5 separate regions of the Mus musculus genome follow, and regions 2, 3, 4 and 5 are each linked to region 1. Evidence: chromatin contacts called from public HiChIP or PLAC-seq and promoter capture Hi-C data. All regions are on one chromosome and are shown on one strand. The core of a region is the stretch at or near the end of the contact, and the rest is flanking DNA. Distances in the headings are between cores, read along the strand shown.

The links. Promoter capture Hi-C pulls out the DNA fragments that hold promoters and counts their contacts. HiChIP or PLAC-seq counts read pairs in DNA pulled down with a chosen protein or histone mark.
Region 2: a FOXA1 HiChIP or PLAC-seq map of pancreatic cancer cells shows a contact between it and region 1. The contact joins the promoter of Dhrs13 here to the promoter of Slc46a1 in region 1. A contact is called at or near these places in 2 of 39 promoter capture datasets (both in liver) and 1 of 115 datasets of contacts at active chromatin or transcription factors (pancreatic cancer cells).
Region 3: an H3K27ac HiChIP or PLAC-seq map of microglia shows a contact between it and region 1, with 4 times the contacts expected there. The contact joins the promoter of Ccnq here to the promoter of Slc46a1 in region 1. A contact is called at or near these places in 2 of 115 datasets of contacts at active chromatin or transcription factors (fibro-adipogenic progenitors and microglia) and 1 of 9 other capture datasets (adipose tissue).
Region 4: a contact with region 1 is called in a promoter capture Hi-C map of liver, with 2.0 times the contacts expected there. The contact joins the promoter of Fam222b here to the promoter of Slc46a1 in region 1. A contact is called at or near these places in 3 of 39 promoter capture datasets (hippocampal neurons, liver and pre-B cells).
Region 5: a contact with region 1 is called in a promoter capture Hi-C map of 3T3-L1-derived adipocytes, with 3 times the contacts expected there. The contact joins the promoter of Nos2 here to the promoter of Slc46a1 in region 1. A contact is called at or near these places in 13 of 39 promoter capture datasets (the 3T3-L1 cell line, 3T3-L1-derived adipocytes, the C10 cell line and 10 more), 1 of 115 datasets of contacts at active chromatin or transcription factors (neural tube) and 3 of 9 other capture datasets (adipose tissue, liver and macrophages).

Annotation. Positions count from the first base shown.
Region 1 is chr11:78,464,267-78,466,966 of GRCm38.p6, reverse strand. It overlaps Slc46a1 (solute carrier family 46, member 1), which reads right to left and starts at 1,266. Exons shown (of 5, transcript NM_026740.2): 1 at 962-1,266; 2 at 1-616. The coding sequence starts at 1,189.
Region 2 is chr11:78,030,884-78,033,583 of GRCm38.p6, reverse strand. It overlaps Dhrs13 (dehydrogenase/reductase (SDR family) member 13), which reads right to left and starts at 1,271. Exons shown (of 5, transcript NM_183286.2): 1 at 1,086-1,271; 2 at 881-999. The coding sequence starts at 1,212. It overlaps Dhrs13os (dehydrogenase/reductase (SDR family) member 13, opposite strand), which reads left to right and starts at 919. Exons shown (of 2, transcript NR_152257.1): 1 at 919-1,427; 2 at 1,653-2,700.
Region 3 is chr11:78,750,451-78,753,285 of GRCm38.p6, reverse strand. Ccnq (cyclin Q) reads left to right here and starts at 1,557. Exons shown (of 1, transcript NM_197989.1): 1 at 1,557-2,780. The coding sequence starts at 1,624. The coding sequence ends at 2,376.
Region 4 is chr11:78,093,313-78,096,012 of GRCm38.p6, reverse strand. Fam222b (family with sequence similarity 222, member B) reads right to left here and starts at 1,323. Exons shown (of 3, transcript NM_145430.3): 1 at 1,222-1,323.
Region 5 is chr11:78,919,221-78,922,040 of GRCm38.p6, reverse strand. It overlaps Nos2 (nitric oxide synthase 2, inducible), which reads right to left and starts at 1,254. Exons shown (of 27, transcript NM_010927.4): 1 at 1,046-1,254. RefSeq lists cis regulatory regions at 1,258-1,424, 2,033-2,052, enhancers at 1,427-1,447, 1,977-2,244, 2,540-2,552 and a promoter at 1,052-2,806.

The DNA.
Region 1 (2,700 bases), core at 17-2,516:
AATGCACAGTAACCACCACGAATATGGCCAAAGAGTACAGGGCTAGATGCATCCTGGACTTTTCTGGGGCTGGAACCACATATAGCCGGGCAATGGATCGATGATGGCGGAGCGTGAAAAGCCTGGTGGACTTTGGCTCCTTCACCGTCTCACCAAAACAAAATGCTGCGTATAGAGCCATGACAATCAGCAGGGCCAAAGCCAGCCAGAAGGGGTTGGCATAACCCTGGGCCCGGAGCCAGTGACCCCCGAGAAGGCTTGCCAGGGTCCCGGCCACACCAATGCATGCTTCCAGCAGAGCCATCCGGAAGGTGCGACTGTGGTTAGAGCTAACATCTGCCACAGAGGCAAAGCTAGCAGCAAGGAGGCCGTTGAAGTCTCCCAGAAGGGCACAAAGAGCTCGGCCAAGCACGAAGAACCCGACGTGCAGTTCTAGCTGCACCACAAAGATGGACACCACGGCCTGGAGCAGCAGACCAAGAGAGGCCAGCACCAGCAATGGGCGGCGACCCACGCGGTCACTCCAGGCTCCCAGCAGGGTGGACCAGAAGAGTCCCACCAGGAAGCCTCCCACGTTCATGTAGAGGGTCCAGTGAGATGTCAGGGTCTCCACTTCCTGTAAAGACACAATCACTAGTGCGCAGGACCTCACTTTGGTTAGCTACCATCACCATCCTGGGAGCTATAGCCTTGCTTTAGAGCCCTAAGCCTCTTGGAATGTTCCTTCAACTTGTAAAAACAGGCCCTGGAGAAGCATTCCCTCCGTCGCTACACTAGATAACTTTCCAAGCCAGGCTTTCTCTAGGTACACCTCCAGCACAAGGCAGCCAGCCAGGGCAGGCCCCCTTTGGTCTGACCCGCCCACCACGCCACGTGTGTCCCGTCCCCTCGGGGACCCCGTCTTCCACAGGCCCCGCCCCGTGCCGCGCTCCGTATTCACAGCTGCTCTGGTCCCTGCTACCTTCATGAGGGGATCCGCGCTTTGGTTCCCACAGTTCTCCCGGTGGCGGGTGCCATTGTAGCCGAGCTCCGTGCTGAACCGGTGCCAAAGGTACTGTGTGGTGAGCGGTCCCTGCAGAACCAGGGCAAAGTTGGCCAGGAAGACTAGGGGCTCCACGGGGCCGCGGAAAAGCACGGGAGCGTTGAGGAAACTGTGGGGCGAGCCCACGGAGCTCACGCGCCCCTCCATGCGCAAACACGGAGGGGCTAGCACCTCGGAACCAGCTGCGGGAGGCCTGGACCAGTCTGTGCTGTCTGCGCCTGCGCCGGCTTCGGGTGCTTCTGTTAAAAGTCTAGAGGGGCGGAGCGTGAGACAGTCTCAAAAGCTTTGGTCCGCTGAACTCTGGGCTGGGTGTCGTCCAAACAATCCCTGTGGTGTGTCCTCACTTCAGGCAACGCAAAGATACTACCGTGCTGCAGCCCTCCTTCCTGGGCGTCGGAACACTCAAAAGAATAATCACTATATCAATAACTAACATTTATTGACAACGTAACTTTGTTCTGGGGCCAGGAATTCTGAATATATTATCTCGTGGCAACCTTATAGATTAGTCACTTAATGATCCGAATCCAGAGATGTGGAAGTAAGGTCGAAAGGCACGCAGGATTAGCGCACAAGACTGGATATGCCAGCTGCGTGGCATCTGCCTCTCGGCACATGTGCATCTGTGTAAGAACAGCCAGAGCCTGGTGGGCCACACTGGAGTACTTGTGCTCTGCCACTGATCCGTTGACCTTGCCTTCACTTGGAAGAAAATCTTAGTGAAGGCAGGACCTAGTGGCATGTGCTTTTAATCCCAGCACACCAGAGGTGAGGCCAGTTTGGTCTAAGCAATACTAGGCTAACCAAGGCTTGATGTTCTGTCCAAAACAAACAAACAAACAAACAAACCAAGAAAGAAAGAATGCCGAGCATGGTGATGCATGCCTTTAATCCCAGCAATTGGAAGGCAGAAGCAGGCAGATTTCTGAGTTCGAGGCCAGCCTGGTTTACAAAGTGAGTTCCAGGACAGTCAGGGCTACACAGAGAAACCCTGTCTCGAAGAAACCAAAAGAAAAAAGAAAAGAGAGAGAGAGAGAGAGAGAGAGAGAGAGAGAGAGGAAGTATTGGAAAATGACAATGAGATTTGGTACACTGAAAGTATTATTTTATATACATACTTTCAGACCAGGCTAACCTCAGACTCATAGAGATTCCCCTGCCTCAGGCTTCTGGATGCTGTTGCTATTAGACCTAATCGCTGTTGGCTATCATTAATGACTAATAGGTTGTCCCTTGCCCCTGTTCCTGTCCTAGGAGCCTTTCCTGGAGCTAGTGTCACATCAAGGACTGGGATCTGATTCTGCAGTTCTCTTAGAGGGTGGAGTAGAGACAAGAGGAGCCTGAGACTGGAGGCCCCTGGGTGTGGGCCTGTGCTCTTCAGTGCCCCTGTTGTAGGAACTGAGCTGGAGAACAGACATCTGCACTGTTGCTGAGCAGCTCAGACTTCCTGTCTGTCTGTCTGTCTGTCTGTCTGTCTGGGCTTCTGTTTTATTGCCTGTGAAAAAGGAGTGCCCTTACTTGGTGCCGTGGAGATCTGAACACAACACTGAAGCAAACAGATGAAGCCCCCCACCAGGCACCACAGCTTCTAGATTGGTGGGGAGAGAGAAAGAGCAGGATGTAAATAGTGTAGAATCCGACCATGGCAGAGGGTTTGA
Region 2 (2,700 bases), core at 22-2,521, 430 kb after region 1:
AACATCCCTTGTTTTTATTATCATTTACCATAAAAATCAATTACAGCCTTTCACCTGTTGTAGACAGCATCTTGCTACGTAGCTCAGACTGCCTTGGAACTCATGATCTCCCTTCCTCAGCCTCTTCAGGGCTGGAATTACAGGTGTGCACCAGCATGTCCTGCTGTAACAAACTTTTCCTAAGAGACTGTGGTCTTCTCTTACACACCTTTTTAAAAAAAATTTATTTTATTTGTTTGCTTGTTTATTTTGAGACAGAGTCTTAGGATGTAGCCCAAGCTGGTCTTCAACTCACAGAAATCTACCTGTCTCTGCCTCTCAAGTGCTAGGATTAAAGGTATGTGACCCTCTCACTCCTGTCCTCTGCAGTCTAGACACCGCACAGTTCTAAGAAATTCATCTGAAAAAGCCATCAGGATGGTCCAGAGCCTACTGAAGTGTCTTCTCTGCTCAGCTGTCTTCAACTCGATGGTATTTGGAAGGGCCTTCAGAAGCTGGCTGTGGCTCAGAACCACTTCAGGACATTCCTTTTATTCCTTGCTTCATCTCCCGCCCCCTGTCTCTCCAATTAGACTCTCTAGTCTCAGGGCATTTGCACCTGCTGTTCTTTCTGCATCTCTTCATTATCCTAACCCTTCCTTCTTTGTCGCCTTTGCCAAGGCTGGCCTTGAGCTCGCAGCCCGGTGCTGGGACCACACCTGACTTCATTAACTCTGATTCTTAAAGCTCTCAAGATTAAAGACCACAGCAGTCCCTGCATCTTCCTCTCTGTTTAAGGGATAGTGAGGCTCTCTCCTCTCAGATCTTGATTCCTCCGTCGCTCTGCTCCGCCCTCCGCGTCCCGGGCTCACCCGCCTCCCGCATTCCCCTATGGTCTCACCTGACGGAGGTCGAAAGCGGCCGCTTCCCCGCGCTCCCGGCTGCGGCAGGCCAGCACCACGCGCGCTCCCCGGCGCGCCAGCTCCAGCGCTGTCATCTTTCCGATGCCGCTATTGGCGCCTGCGGGCGGCGGGTGGGAGCCAGCTCAGCCGGTCGGGCCGCGGCCACCCGCCCGGCCTCCCCGCCGCCCGCTCGCGCGCACTCACCAGTGACCACGACCGTGCGGCCCCGAAGGCTGCCGATGCCGCCGCACGACGGGGCCTTCACCAGGTTGTAGTAGACAAGCACGTAGGCGCCCAGCAGCAGCCCGGCGCCCAGCAGCAGCATCTCCATGCCGGCAGTGCTCCCGATTCCCGCCCGGGCCTCGTCGCTCCCGCCTCGGCCTCGCGAGGGCGGCGGCAGGCTGGGCAGGGGTGTGCGCGCACGCGTGGCCCCTGCGAGCGCCCCCTAGGCGTGCGCCTGCGTGCCCTGGCGGCGTGCCTAGGAGAAACACCTTGGAGTCCTGGGAGCGCCCTCTAGGCTTGCGAACTCCCGGGAACGCGTGCTCGGTAAGTACCCGGAAACATCTGCCTGAGGGACGGGTGGGTGTGTGCATGCCTAGGGCCCTGAGATCTCCGCTCAGGCTTTGGGCGTGCTTCTGGATTCTGGGCGGGCGCCGGCGGTGAGAGCACTGCGTAGGTGTCTGTGCCCATCGCGGGAGTCCTCCAGGCTGTGCATGCATCTGTAGTCTCCACCAACGCGTGTGACTGAATGAACATCTCTGTTTACTCTAGGTGTGAGTATGTAGCAGTCTCTCAGTCTGGAGTCCTGTGTACATGAATGGGCTCGTGTGTCTGGAGTCGAGTCCTGGATGCCTTTTCCTCAATGAAGCGACTCTTTTCTCATTCTTTCATTATCCAGCCCTCCGCTGCTCTTCTAGGACATTTCCCGTTACAGGCCAGAGGCATGAGGCTTCTTATGCTGGCACTGACAGGGTTGTCAGGATTCAACCATGTGATTTCCTAACTTTGTGACCCCACCCCTTTCCCTGTCGATTTTGGAGGTGGTTTCCCTAGGCCCATGGTGGCCTTAAATTTGAGATCCTCCTTCCTCAAACTCCGAAACAGTGGGTATTACATGGTTGTTACTCCATGACCTCTGCTTTCGAAAAGGCGGTAATTTGTTTCTAGAACGGTTCACAGGTAGCAAGACTAGGTAGGTAGACACTCCATTACTCTGGAAACAGTGACTGAGGGTAAGCTGGGCAGGGACAGCTAGGGATGTGGGCATTCCAAGCAGGACCTTGCCTAGGACAGTGAAGGACAGGTAGTTCCTTTCTGCCTTTGGAGGTTTAAGAAGTCCTTCCTGAAGTGGAAGCAGAGTGGCAGGGACAAGAATACAACTATATGTGGGAGTCAGGGTCAGATTTCTGAGACCAGGGAATTCCCTATTTAATACTGCACTGTGTTCTTGGAGCACAACTATAGACGCTGTGGATGTAAAGCTCGTCTTCTAGCCCTATCAACAGACTTGAATATATGAATAGGTACTAGTTAGAATAGTGCCAGAACACAGATTTTTCTAGGGGACTGTTCTCAGGAAGAACTTCCTGAATAAGCCATCTCCAGGAAGCTAGCAGGATGCCCAGGAAATTAGAATTAGGGTAACACAGCAGGGTATTTCCTGATGAGAACAGCAGAAGTTATTCAAGTTACACCAAGAGCCGCACAGGCTAGAGCAGCAGTCTTTAACCTGGGTCACCTCCTTACCAAGAGTCGAAGGACCCCTTCACAGGAGTTGCATCTCAGATATCCTGTGTCAGACATTTATAATTTGCAACAG
Region 3 (2,835 bases), core at 308-2,807, 290 kb before region 1:
GATTTACAGCTGCTTTTGGGGGAGGGGGAGCTGCAGCAGACACTGGCTGCTCTGCCCTTCTGCCTTGAGGGCTAACGCAGGCCACTGCACCCAGGATGGACAGTCTCAATTTACCAGAGTGTGCTCCTACAGAAGTCAGGGTTCTACAGAGCTCTGGAAACAGTTTCGTTTTCCCTCTCAAGTTATACCACCACTGTTGATGTGTTTTCAATAAGATCCTCTGACATAGTAAAAAAAAAAAAAAAAAAAAAATCATACTGAAGTGGGCAGGGCATTTAGTTCACGAGTAATGTGCTGGATTCTATCTGTCCCCAGAACTACCAACATAGTGTCTTCCACAGCATGTGAAAGCTCACACCTTTAATCCCAGCACTTGTCAGGCAGATCTCTGTGAGGCCAGCCTGATCTATATAACAGGTTTCAGGTCTGCCTGGGCTATATAGTGAGAAACAGTCTCCAAAAACAAAACAAACAAAAAATAAATAAAATTTGAGAATGTAGTCTTAATCGGTAACATTTAAAGAGGAAGATAACCGTGTGCTACAAGTGGCCAAATGAGAAATGTAGAAGTTGTGGGGTACTGCTTTTCTTGGGGGCTAAAGAACGCTAAGATTGAGAAATCCATGTCTGGTACATCGTCTAATGCATATACCTCTCTTTGGAATCCCTATGGCTTAGGGTGTTTTTTCCCACTTTACAAAAGTCTTAATTCATACAGATATATAAAGACATAAATGAAAATGAAAGATTCCTCAAAACAAATTAGTAATAGCTAAAGGTCATGAGCTGGGTGATGGTAGCAGGATGGGGGGGGGGGTGGGGGGGTGGGCAGCAGTGCATGTCTTTAATCCTAAGAGACAGGTAGATCTCCTGATTTGGAGACCAGCCTGGTCTGCAGATCAAGTTCCAGGACAGCCAAGGCTACAATAGAAAACCCCTGTCCTGATGTCCTGATGTATCTATCTTCCTTCCTTCCTTCCTTCCTTCCTTTCTTTCTTTCTTTCTTTCTTTCTTTCTTTCTTTCTTTCTTTCTTTCCTTCCTTCCTTTCTTTTTCAATTAAAACAAAATATCGCTGAGTGTGGTGTTGCACACCTGGGATAAGAGGATCAAGAGTACAAGGCCAGTCTGGGTTAAATGTAGAAAACCTGACTCAGAAAAATAATCATCAAAGCCAAACTTATGGAGCATATTTGATCTGCCTACATCACTCGTTCATTTTTCACAAGAGCTCCATGAGGAGGGGACAGCCAACCACCCCAACTTGCACCTAAGGAATGAGATGTAGAGGATCAACCAAAGCCCCCAGGGTCACAGAGGCAAATGCCAGGGTGAGAGTTGACTCTCATCCTTTCCATAGCCTGGATTCTCAGGAACAGTGAAAAAGCCCCTTAAATCAAAAGTAGTATCTTCTCAGATGTCTTAAAAATAGCACTCCTCGTCTCCACCAAGCTGCTCCTGAGTGCCTATCTTTTAATATAGGAGGAAAAGCCGAGCAGGGTGGGCGTGGCGGCAGGACGGGTGGGGGCGTGGCCGCTTGACGGCACGCCCCCTCCGCGAGGACCCCCGGAGCCGGCCTCGGCGCGCCGGAGCGTTTCTCCTTCCGGGGCGGCCTGCTGGGCCTCATGGAGGCTGTTCGGCCAGACAGCTGCGAAAGCGGGCCGGCGGCGCCGCGAGCCGAGGAGAGGCCGGCTCCCGAGGCGAGGGTGCACTTCCGAGTAACCCGGTTTATCATGGAGGCAGGCGTCAAGCTAGGCATGCAGTCCATCCCCATCGCCACCGCTTGCACCATTTACCATAAGTTCTTCTGCGAGATCAACCTGGACGCATATGACCTCTACCTGGTCGCCATGTCTTCCATTTACTTGGCCGGCAAAGTGGAGGAGCAACACTTGCGTACTCGTGACATCATCAACGTGTCGCACAGGTACTTTAACCCGGGCAGTGAGCCATTGGAGCTGGATTCCCGCTTCTGGGAGCTACGAGACAGCATTGTACAATGTGAGCTTCTTATGCTACGAGTTCTGCGCTTCCAAGTCTCTTTCCAGCATCCACACAAGTACCTGCTGCACTACTTGATTTCCCTCAAGAACTGGCTGAATCGTTACAGCTGGCAACGAACCCCCATCTCAGTTACAGCTTGGGCTCTGCTACGAGATAGCTACCACGGGGGGCTATGCCTCCGCTTCCAGGCTCAGCACCTAGCCGTGGCTGTGCTCTACCTGGCCCTGCAGGTCTATGGAGTCGAGGTGCCTGCAGAGGGTGAGGCCGAGAAGCCTTGGTGGCAGGTATTTAGTGATGACCTTACCAAGCCAATCATTGACAATATTGTGTCTGATCTCATTCAGATTTATACTATGGATACAGAGATCCCCTAAGGCCCTGGCCGAGGCCGGACCTAAGACCAGGATGATCGGAGGCCTGGGGTATCGTTCCACCAAGTTGCTGTGATGGCGTGTCTCCACTCGGAGGACTGGTTGTGCTGGCAGAGGATGTCATTGGTGACTGCAATGACATGCTGTCATTTTGTCCCCAGCAGCCCTTGTTCAAATAATGCTAAGAGCTTCCATGTGGGCAGGACATATAGAGCTTTCTAGAATTGGCTGCATCAGCTTTTGCCCTTTGAGAAGATGCTGCATTTGAGGCATGGACCATTGCAGGTCGCCAACAGGAAAGTTAAAGAATAGAACTGCACCCTTAGGGGAAGTATGAATGTGTAACATAGAATCTTATTTTGTATAATAAAAATTATGCAAATAAAATATAGGAAAGGTTTAACGCACCAGAGTCTGCCTTATGGTATTTCTAAGTTACAGTAGGAGAGATACTGGAAACTG
Region 4 (2,700 bases), core at 74-2,573, 370 kb after region 1:
TCAAAACCCAGGCTCAGGTTCCAGCATCAAGTAGAGGCTGGGGAGATAAATGGCTCAGTTAATAAACTGCTTGGCACACAAGCATTAACAGAGGAGCCCTCCCGAATCTCAGCCAGGTACGCCTATAACCCCAGCTACTGGGGAAACAGAGGCAAGACTGTTAATTCAAACTCAACTAGTGCTTGAATTCAAGACCAGCATAAGCAAGTTAGTGAAACTTAGTCTCAAAATAAAAAGCAAAAGGAAGGCTGAGAACATAGCTCAGTGCTTCAGGCTGTATTTGCTTCCTCTTGGGTCAGAAGCTGCATACCATGTAAAAAGGCACAGGAGTAGGGTACTTTTCCTATTCAATTTGACAGAGAATTTGTCACACCACGGAAGAAAGTGCTATTTCTACAGATGATCTGCTGTACTTATGCAGGGTGCACATATTTTTGTCTACTGAGGTTTTACAAATATGCTTTGTTTTGATGGAGAAATCAGTTACTCCATTAATAACCATAGAGTCTAAAATCTGATCGTATTGCTGGTACATACTAGCATCCGTATAGTATTTCCAATCTATAGGTTTCATAAGCTCTCTCAACCAATATATGAAGCTTACAAAAGCCCAGCATTTAATGCTGGATCTTCCAGAGAACCAGAAAGGTTAAGTGGGTCCTATCCAAGGTTATCGATCAGGTTTATCTGTGCTGGACTTGGTTCCAAACCTGACTCCATGTCCTTAGCTCTTTAACCTAGATTCCTCCTGAATTTAAACAGAGCTTCCGACTCCCAAGCTTTACCCAGGGCACATCATAACTCCAGTGACCAGTCCTTCTCTGACTGGTTCAGAGTGGACTTCTTCAGCTCCAGCACGGCTTTTATTTTCCACCACCCTTCCCCCCCAGCAACCATTCTCTGAAAGAAGCGGAAAGGGAGAGGCGACCCAAAGCTCCTGGGGGAAGGGATGATGACAAACCAGACAGCGCGAGGCACTGGTCCTGCCGTGTGCGCCCTCACTCCACGAAACGCAACCCCTTCCCTCCGCCAAGCTGTCCAGCTCTGGGACTCATGACCTAATCATCCATGCTCCAAATGCTCCACCATCATCACCTCAAACTATCCCTCCCCCACGACCTCCGTCCCCGACAAGTAGAAGCCACCCCGCTAGTCAGGGTGTCCTTCCACCACGCCATATCTGCATTCCTTAGAGTCCACTACCCTTAAACCACCACTCACTGTCGGTGACTGGGCCCGGCCCTCATGGCTGCTCCGTTGTCGCCGGTCGCCGCCACTGCTGCTCCACGCCCCAGCCTCTCAATCACAGCCGCCGTCCGGACTGGCCGGGAGCTGCTTCTGCGCCTGCGCAGCCCGGATTGCCCGGGGCCCTCTCCGGCAGTCAGCGCCTGCGCACCTCGCTCCGGGGACGTCTTTATCATTGCCTGATGTCCTGCTTCTCTGGGTCTCAAGTGGGCATGGCCGCTCGCTGGCCTTGGATATTTTAGGTCTTAGGGAATGTGGCTACTGAGCCTTCCTTTTAGGCCTCTAGAATATCTTGCCTAAATTACTAAAGTCTTGAATTGAGATTTATCCCACCAGAATTCTGGATCCTGCCTGCACTTAAAGACCAAATCTTTTAGGCGTGGAAGAAATTGCAGACTCGTTCCCTACTGTACATCTCTGACTACGGAGTCAGATCTTTTTGCAAACCGATAAAGAAGACCTTTATCCCTGTGTAGTAGTAGCACGTACCCAACAGTACTTGAAATATTAATACTTACGATTATGAGCGACTGGACGGACATCGATCCTAGTAGCCAAACTTCAGTCCTCTGCATCAGCAGCGAGTGCTCATAGTCGCTGAACATTTCTCCAGCCCCTATACAACTATATTTTTTTTTAAAGATTTATTTATTTATTATATGTAAGTACACTGTAGCTGTCTTCAGACACTCCAGAAGAGGGCGTCAGATCTTGTTACAGATGGTTGTGAGCCACCATGTGGTTGCTGGGATTTGAACTCTGGACCTTCGGAAGAACAGTCGGGTGCTCTTACCCACTGAGCCATCTCACCAGCCCATACAACTATATTTAATGGAACTCTTAAGTGTTTAATAAACTAACACCCGGACGGAATGGAGCACTCCATGAATCTTTGCAGAGGCAGGAGGATTTCTGTGAGTTTGAGGCTCTCCTGATCTACAGATGAAGTTCTAGGATATCCAGAGCTACATTTTTAAAAGAATTTGGGCTCTGGAGAGATGGCTCAGTGGTTAAGAGCACTGACTGCTCTTCCAGAGGTCCTGAGTTCAAATCCCAGCAACCACGTGGTAGCTCACAACCATCTGTAATGGGATCCAACACTCTCTTCTGGTGTGTCTGAGGACAGCTATAGTGTACTCATAAAATAAATAAATCAATCTTAAAAAAAAAAAAAAGAAATTGGTGTTACTTCTTTCTGTCTTTTTTTTTTTTTTTTTTTTTCAGAGAAGTACCCAGGAACCCGAAGGGTTTTCATGAAATGCTTACAAATGTATTAATACTGAGGTGATGATGACAACTTTGGCTATATAAGACAGAATCTCACTAGTATCCCAGACTGGTCTTGAATCCCATATGTAGTCCATGGTGGCCTTGAATTTGTGATCCTCCTGCCTCAGCCTCCTGAATAACAACATTACAGGCCTGAGCTACATTCCTGTCAGAGGCTTCTGTCTT
Region 5 (2,820 bases), core at 5-2,504, 460 kb before region 1:
GACAGACTCCAGTTCTACAAAGACACATAACAAACCAAACTTGGGATAACTTGGGATGCCACATAGCCACCTACCAAGGACAGCAAGCATCCACAAGCTTCCTTAGGACAATTCAGTTTCTCTTGGCAGGAGTTACTCCATGGCCTCCAGCAAGGTGGGCAGGAGCTGGGGTCACTAATACAGGAGTGTGTGCATCTGCCTGACCCTTCCTGCCACCTGCTGACCAGAGAGAGGGGCAAGCACTTGTCATTAGTACCCTTCCCTCTGGACCTGCACTTGGGGCTAGCACTCAAGTCCTGGCCACCTTTCCTTTGATTTGGGAGTCATCACGCATCCTGAGCCAAGGACACTAGGTCACATGTTCCTTCTTCTTCTTTGTTACTTGAGAAGAAGTCAATGATTTGTATAAAAGAGCATTAAACTCTCCAGAGTTGAGATTATATCCTTTACGAAAAAGACAAGAAATAGAAAGTGGAACTGCCCTGAGAGTATGTGGCTTCTCCTTGGCGAGTGCCCTCCCTGAGGAAAGATATACTTGGAAGATACGGGGGGGGGGGGTACAAGAACCCACCTAAGGGGAACAGTGAAACTCAGAGTCCCGATGAACTGGACCCTACCCTGAGTTTTTCTAGTTACTCATCTAAATCAAGTTAGTTAACTGAAACTCATTGCTTCACTCCTAAAATGGGATTAATAATAACCATCTTATCAGATCTGGGTGGGGCAGAGGGCACATCTCATAAAGATGAGTAAAGTAAGCTATATGTATTAACACCACCCCCCCCAGCCTATTCGGAGCTTTCTAGAAAGTTTATCCTTTGTAGTGTAATCACCACAGTAAACATTTGCAGAGAAGAAATCTGACCACACGCCCTGTTCAACTGGCAGACCCTTCTGTGGGTGTGCTTCTTACACCTTCCATATCAGCTTCAGTCCAGCCACAAAAAGAGGGGTGGGGTGGGGGGAGAAGGGAAAGCCTGGTTTTCTGGGCTTTCCCAAGCAGGAAGACACTCCTAAGAGCAGCTGTCCCCAACACAAGACTCACCTTGCAGTTGACTAGGCTACTCCGTGGAGTGAACAAGACCCAAGCGTGAGGAGCCTCAGAAGTGTCTCTAACAGCTCAGTCCCTTCACCAAGGTGGCTGAGAAGTTTCAAACCAGTGACACTGTGTCCCGTGGGGCCAGAGTCTCAGTCTTCAACTCCCTGTAAAGTTGTGACCCTGGCAGCAGCCATCAGGTATTTATACCCCTCCAGGCTCTGCAGAGCTATTTTGCATAACTGTTCCCAAAGGGAGAGTCCCCAGTTGGGTGTGCAAGTTAGCTCATTCATGATGGACACTCCTAGTCTGTGTGCTTGATTACATCACTCTGTGGTGTATCCTCATGCAAGGCCATCTCTTCCTGGTCGCCCGTCCAAGGCAGTGGCCCCTAGGCAGCACGTAGTCACTTCAAAACTGGGACTCACTAGGGAGGGAGGCTGGCTTTTCTTAGCTAAACCACATACCCTGGCTTGCAGCTGCTGAGGGATTTTGTTCTGGGCACGGAGCTCTCTGGCTTTCTGTCTGTTCTCTCAGTGAGGTTAGATGGTGCCAATATTCCAACACGCCCAGGACACATTCATCAGGAGGTTTTCTAGAAAGGATGGAAGGCAAGCTGTGGGCACAGATGCCGTCTGACCAGCATTTCCCCACTAGTAGTAAGTCAGCTTGGGCAGAATAGTGGATGGGCTGTGCTGAGTGAAGCCTTTTTATTTTTTTTCTCAGTGGCATTCTCTCTCTCTCTCTCTCTCTCCCTCTCTCTCTCTCTCTCTCTCTCTGTGTGTGTGTGTGTGTGTGTGTGTGTGTGTGTGGTGTGTGTGTGTTTGTATGTGTGGGTGACTTCTTATATATAGGATTATAATGTCCTACCTGGGTGTGGTGGCATAAGCCTTTAATCCCGGGATTCAGGAGACAGAGAAAGGCTGATCCCTGAGTTTGGGCTAGCCTGGTCTACAGAGTAAGTTCTAGGATAAGCCAGGAACACTACACAGAAAAACCCTGTTCTGAGAAACAAACAAAAACGAATAAATTATAATTTCTTACAATGCTTCCAATAAAGCATTCACACATGGCATGGAATTTTCCATTATGAAAGTGAAATATTGACAGTGTTAGGGGAAAAGGAACAAACAGAGAGAGGGAAAATCCCCCTAGCACATCCTGCCAGGGTCCACTCATCTTCGCATGGTCCCCAAAGTCAGCTCAGCCTCGTGTTTTGCCCTTGTCTGAGGTACACAGACTAAGTCACCCAAAAAGTGTGTGGCCTCAATAGTTGGGAGAACAAATAAATTGTTGATTGAATAAATGAATTACAAATCAAGTAATTGGGCTGGGGAGATGGCTCAGTTGGTAAAGTGCTTGCCTTGCATGTACAAGGACCTAAGTTCAAAAGCTGGGCATGGGTTGGTGAGATAAGGAATTTACACACACACACACACACACACACACACACACACACACACACACACACAAACACACACACACACACACACACCAGTCAATAGGTCAATGATAAAATGCTGGGTGTGGTGACACACACTTGCAATAAGTTCTGGGGAGGTAAAGACAGGAATATGCCTAGGGTTTGCTGGCCAGCCAGCCTAGCCTACTAGGCAGGTTCCAGGCTGGTGAGAGATGCTGGGTAACCTGGGAAACAAGAGCTGAGATTGTCTTCTAGCTCCTACATATACCTGCACACTCATGTGCACACATGCGCATGCACACTTGCACACACACACAGCTTATGGATTTCAGCATATCAAAGTCAACCTCCTTTTAGTCTT